2 separate regions of the Sus scrofa genome follow, and region 1 is linked to region 2. The links are chromatin contacts, called in public HiChIP or PLAC-seq maps. All regions are on one chromosome and are shown on one strand. Each heading gives the region's core, a stretch centred on a gene start, on an enhancer-like site or on the middle of the called end of the contact. The rest is flanking DNA. Distances are from core to core; before and after follow the strand shown.

What was found. HiChIP or PLAC-seq counts read pairs in DNA pulled down with a chosen protein or histone mark.
Region 1: an H3K27ac HiChIP or PLAC-seq map of alveolar macrophages shows a contact between it and region 2. The contact joins the promoter of GRK2 here to the promoter of RAD9A in region 2. A contact is called at or near these places in 8 of 47 Hi-C or Micro-C datasets (alveolar macrophages, embryonic fibroblasts, mesenchymal stem cells and 4 more) and 1 of 2 datasets of contacts at active chromatin or transcription factors (alveolar macrophages).

What each region holds. Positions count from the first base shown.
Region 1 is chr2:5,226,023-5,229,012 of Sscrofa11.1, forward strand. It overlaps GRK2 (G protein-coupled receptor kinase 2), which reads right to left and starts at 1,393. Exons shown (of 21, transcript NM_001244878.1): 1 at 1,310-1,393. The coding sequence starts at 1,380.
Region 2 is chr2:5,128,487-5,131,446 of Sscrofa11.1, forward strand. RAD9A (cell cycle checkpoint control protein RAD9A) reads right to left here and starts at 1,254. Exons shown (of 11, transcript XM_003122463.5): 1 at 1,091-1,254; 2 at 935-1,005; 3 at 379-507. The coding sequence starts at 1,124.

The DNA.
Region 1 (2,990 bases), core at 143-2,642, 98 kb after region 2:
GCCTGGTGTTCAGTCAATTCGAAAGCCAGCAAACAGGGCCCAGTGGAGGGGACCGGAGATGCTGGCCCCGCAGCTTTGGGCCCTGCTTCAGACACTCAGGATGCCACGGTCACAGTCCTTATTTCGCACCCACCGCGTTTCACAGATGAGAACACTGAGGCCCTGAAATGGGAAGGGACTTGCCCAAAGTCACATGATAAGACCATGACAGCTCAGAGGGGCCCAGGCTCCTGGGCCGGCTGGGCCGGCTGGGCCTCAGCATGGCAACTCCCAGGCAGAGATAGAGGAGTTGCTGGGACTGGTGGTAGGCCCGTGGCTCTTGCAGTTGCAGAATAACAGGTCCCCGCTCAGGCCAGAAGGGTGGCCACATTGTGGAACCAGCAGCCGGAAGCCCTGATCTGGCAGCCAGGCACCACCCTGGACTACCTGTGACACTGAGCAGGCTACTCCCATCTGGGCCTTCGGCTTCCCCACCTGTTCCACACTGGTTCTACCCACCCATGGGCTGCTTGACGCTCAAACAATGGGAAAATACTCTAGAAGCCATAAAACACTGGACAGCCTGAGCTACTGCCTGTATCCTGTCTGTTCCTGTCCCTAAATCCTGAACAGTTTAAACTTTGATATCAGGTGCAATGTCATCAGTTGTCTCACAGAGAGGTGGCAGCCGTGGTCCAGCTGCTGCAGGGGTGCCGGGACGTCCCCTGGCAAATGGCACCCACAGGGCACCGCAAGCAGGGCCTGCCGGAGGACGAATTCGCGGGGAGAGGGACAGATGGTGTCTTAATGGGATGGGGCGCACACCGTACCCTGCTCCCCACCACCGCCCCAGCCCCTAAAGCCGAATTCAAACCCCACCCCAAGCCAACGACCCACCCGAAGAATGGGGAAGACCCAGTATCCCCCAAACCTCAGGCAAGTGTCCACCCGAGGGGGCCAGGGTGGGGGCAGTGGCACCCGGGGGGCGGGTGCTGGGAGCAGGGGCAGCGGAACGAAGGGAGGAAGAGTCCGGCCAGGCAGATGGGGCAGGCAGGGGAGGGGACCCAGGGCTACCCGAGGAGAATGAAGGGGAGCAGGGAGCCCCTGGGGCCGACAGAGACCGGGGCCAGGCAGAGTGTGTGACGGGAGAGGGAGGCACAGTGGGGCAGGGGGCACCGGGCGGGTCGGGGAGCCAGGGGAGCTGGCAAGCCCGGCGCTGGGGCGCGCCGGGTTCAGGTGCACAGGCCCGGGGCGCCGGGGGCAGAAGGGGTCCCGGGGCCAGTGCCCGGGGGTCTGGGGCCGCGGGGCGCGGGGCCGGCGCCCGCCTCACCTGGGCTCGGGCAGCAGGATCTTCTTGCTGGCGCGCGCGGCCGGCGTGGCCTTGCTCTTCTCCATGGCCATCAGGTAGCTCACGTCGGCCAGCACCGCCTCCAGGTCCGCCATCTTGGCGGCGGCGGCGGCCTCTCCCGCCGCTCGGCTCCGCTCCGCTCCGCTCGGCGCGCTCGGCCCGGCCCGGCCGCTCCGTCGGCCTCGGGCGCCGCCGCCCGCCTGGCCCCGCTGGGCGCCCGCGGCTCCGCTCGCCGCGGCTCACAGGCGGCGCCGCCCCATGGCGCCGGCTCGGGCCCGGCCCCGGCTCGCTCCGCTCCCGCCGGGACTGCAGTCGGGCCGCCGCCGCCGCCGCCGCCGCCACCGCCACCGCCGCCGCCGCCGCCGCCGCCACCCGCGCCCCGGAGCCGCCGCCGCCTCCGGCCCCGCCTGCCGCGCACAGCGCCAGCGAGCCCGCGAGGGGCCGGGCGGCCGGGCGGCGGCGCCCCCTGGAGGCCGCGCGGGTGGCCTGAGACTGACCCCCGGGGCCACCCGGACCCCGTCTCAGCTCCGCCCCGTGGCCTCGGATCTCGGACCCCAACCTTCAGCCGAGACCCTGACCCCGGACGTGGAACACGGCAGGGACCTGGCCCGAAGAAGCCCCCAGACCCAGACCTGGACCGCAGCTCGGATCCCAGACTCCACAAGAGGCCATGGCCGGGACCGCAGACTGGCGTTTCAGAACGTAATCCCAGGGACTTGGGTCTCAGAGCCTGGCTGTAACCCCTGACCCCTGACCTTGGACACAGTCGGAAATCGCACCGCAGACCCGGATAACATTCCTGACCCCAGACTCCGAACAGGACCTCAGACCTAGACCTTGGACCACCACCTCAGACTCTGACCATGGCCTGGGATCAACACTCTGAGCCCACCCCCCCGCCCTTCACATCCAGACCCTACCACTGACCCCAGACCCAGATTGTGGACCATGACCTCAAACACTTGATGCCACCCACGGACCACGACCTCCATCCCACCTTGGTTGCTGACCCCAACCTTGATCCCACCCTCAGACTCAGACCGCTATCATGACCCTAAACCCTGGACTTGAGAGCAGGGCCCAGACCCAGATGTGGGCCATTCACTGCAGACCAGGGTTCTAGACCCAACATCAAAAACTCTGAACATGGTGAGTTCCCGTCGTGGCGCAGTGGTTAACGAATCCGACTAGGAACCATGAGGTTTCGGGTTCGGTCCCTGGCCTTGCTCAGTGGGTTAATTATCCGGCGTTGCCATGAGCTGTGGCATAGGGTGGTGGCTACGGCTCTGATTAGACCCCTAGCCTGGGAACCTCCATGTGCTGCAGGAGCGGCCCAAGAAATGGCGAAAAGACAAAAAAACCCCAAAAAACTCTGAACATGGACCCAGGACCAGGACATCCAACTGGGACTGAGACTGGACCTAGAACATTGAACAGGTTGCCATGGACCTGGGAGCTGAAAAATGCAGTCAGACTCCAGACCTCCATGAGTCCCAATCCTCACTCCTCCTGCTCCAGACCCAATCCTGGCCCCAGGACTCCCACTCAGGACCAAGGACCCTGCATCGCCCCCCTTGCCCCACTACCCCCAGGACCTGGGAGGGCATGGGGGGTCACAGTGCTGCCTGGCCAGGGGCACTTACTCTGCTGAGAGCCCATGGGG
Region 2 (2,960 bases), core at 4-2,503:
AGGTTCCCAGGCTAGGGGTTGAATCGGAGCGGCAGCTGCCGGCCTACACCACAGCCACAGCCATGCCAGATCCGAGCCTCATCTGCGACCTACACCACAGCTCACAGCAACGCCGGATCCTTAACCCACTGAGAGAGGCCAGGGATCGAACCTGTGTCCTCATGGATACTAGTCAGATTTGTTTCCAATGTGCCACGACAGGAACTCCTCCCCTCCGTGGCTGTCTTTACTACACCCTTGCTGCATTTTGAAGGGGATCCCTCCTGCTCCTGCATACATATCTCCCCCTAGCTGCCACCTACTAGCTGCCCCAGAGCAAGCACACTGCTGGCAGAGTTCCTGGGGGAGTCATGACCACGGCTGAGGAATGGGCCTCACCTTCATCAGGATCTTACAGCGCAATGGGTCCTGACCAGGGGTGGCCGCCTGGTACTGCTGGAAGAAGAGCGGGGCAAAGAGGAAGCAGGCATAGGCGGAGCGGGAGGAGTTCACAGTCCGGAGGGAGAGCTGGACCAGGAAAAGCAGGGAGAGGGATGCGGTCACCAGCAGTGACAGGCCCAGCCCTCTGGCCGGCTTTTGCTCCCTCTTGCCCTGCTATCCTCCGTTTCCATCAGCTGTTGAAAACCCTCCCTCTCCTGGCGGTCAGCGGATACCTTCACCATGACGCCTTCCCGGAGTCGGCCTCAGCACCTACGCATTTTACCTTGTCACCCACCCGCCACCAGACACTTGAGTGAGGACAGATGCTCTCAGCTCACACATCGGCCTGGGAAGAGGACCGGGCCCAAGCCGACACCTCAACAACAGGGGAGGAAACTGTAACTCAGCAGACAAATCTGCATAACAGCATCCTGCCTGATGGGAACGAGACTCCGAGCCCAGTTTAGGGTTCCCTGTTGGAAACCCACCCTCCCCCAATACCCTGGCCCCTCACCCCATCTTCCAGGGGCTCCAGGTAGAGTTCGTCCCCGATACGGGACAGGGAGTGGACAGCCTTGCCGAGCACTGCGGGAACGAGAGGAGAAACCCGGGTTGGGCTCGAGCCTTGGGCCGTCCCACGTGTCCCGGCCCCCGGCCGGCCTCAACTCACCCTTCACGTTGCCGCCCGTGACCAAACACTTCATGTTGCTCCCCGCGACCAGGCTGAGACTGGCGGCGGGCCCCACCCCGTACCCCGGCTCCCGGCCGCCCTCCCTCCGGGTCTCCCCCGCAGCCGCGGAGGCCCCGGGTTTCCTTCCCGCGCACCGCCCCCGGCAGCCCCGCCCCCGCCTCCTCATTGGGCCACACGCTGGCGCCTCGTCACGTGAGAAAACGCTCGCCGGCTGGGCCGTCACGTGACTGGGTCCGCAGTGGGCGGGGGGCGGTCACGTGAGCCGGGAGCGCTGGGCGCCTGCCTTGCTGGCGGCTTCTCGCCGTCCAGGCCCCTCTTGTCCCCTCCAGCCCCCCTGGGGAGCCCGGCTGGTCAGCGGGGCCCACTGCGGCTGCGCACCCGAACGCGAGGCGCTCAGAGGGTGCGGAGGAGCGAGCCCTGACCTAAGAATCTGCAGATGCACGGGGGAGCCCGCCTGGGTCACAAACGTAGTACCGATTTCCTGGGCGTCTGTTGGGATTCCGGATCGAAACAACACCGTCGCACCCATTCCGGGGCCGCGGGACACTGACAGATGCAGCAACCACCATCCGAAAAGAGATGGAAGCGGGATCTCGGGGTGGGAAGTGGCTGTTGGCTATGGCATGGAGACTCCTTCAGTGATCCCGGAGAACATAAGACTCTCCAGGCAGAAAGGAGTAGAAGGGTGTGGCTGGCAGGGGAAGCCGAGAGTAAAGACTTAGCGGTGCATGGGGCTTTGCCCCTTCAGAGGAAGATGGGTCTATGAGAGGAGAGATGGGGGGGCGCCAAATGCTGAGGGTTGCTAATGAGAAACTGGAAATATTTTACGAGGGTGGACTCCTGTGTGTGGCCATTCATTAATTTGACCGTGGCTCGCAGCAGCTTGATGTAGAATCTCAGTTCCCAGACCAGGGATTGAACCTTGGCCTGAGTGCAGCGGTGAAAGCATGGAGTCCTAACCACTAGACCACCAAGGAACTCCCCCATGTGGCCACTTTAAAAAGGCCAAGGAGTTCCCACTGGGGTGCAATGGCATCTTCCCCGTTTCTGGCCTGCGGGTATGCCGGTATGCAGGTTTGATCCCCAGCCCAGCACGGGGAGCGGTAGGGTGGGGGTTGGGGGTTAAGGATTTGATATTGCCATGGGTTGCAACTGCAACTGGGATCTGATCCCTGGTCAGGGCATTCCATATGCCACAGCACAGCAAAAAAAGAAAAAAAAGACCGAGGGACTGTGCCAAAGGCGGGGGGTTCATCAACGTAACAGGTCTACCTGTTGCCGGGGGCCTAAATCCTCTGGTGTGTCACATGAAGGAGGTCCTGGAGGGACTCCTTGACCTCTGGTTCCCTGCAGCACTCCGCGTTCTTTGAAGGGCACCCCCCCCCAACACCCAGCCTTGCCCCTCTGGTACTGTCTGCAGTGAGTAGGCCAGGTTTGTCTGCAGGTCACTGCCCTCCTGCTCCTGGCCTGCAGGGTTTTTTTTTTTTCTTTTTTTTTCTTTTTTTGGCTTTTTAGGGCCATACCTGTAGCTTATGGAGATTCCCAGGCTAGGGGTCTATCAGAGCTGTAGCCACTGGCCTACACCACAGCCACAGCAACACAGGATCCGAGCCATGTCTGTGACCTACACCACAGCTCATGGCAACACCAGATCCTTAACCCACTGAGTGAGGTCGGGAATCAAACCTGCAACCTCTTGGTGCCTAGTGGGATTCGTTTCCGCTGCACCACGATGGGAGCTCCCTGGCCTGCGATTCTGACCCCACTCTGTTTCTTCCTCTCCTTGCCCTCCACTCCTGTTCTTCACCAAGGGTTCCAAAACTTCGGAGGAGGTTATTCTTGCCTTTTA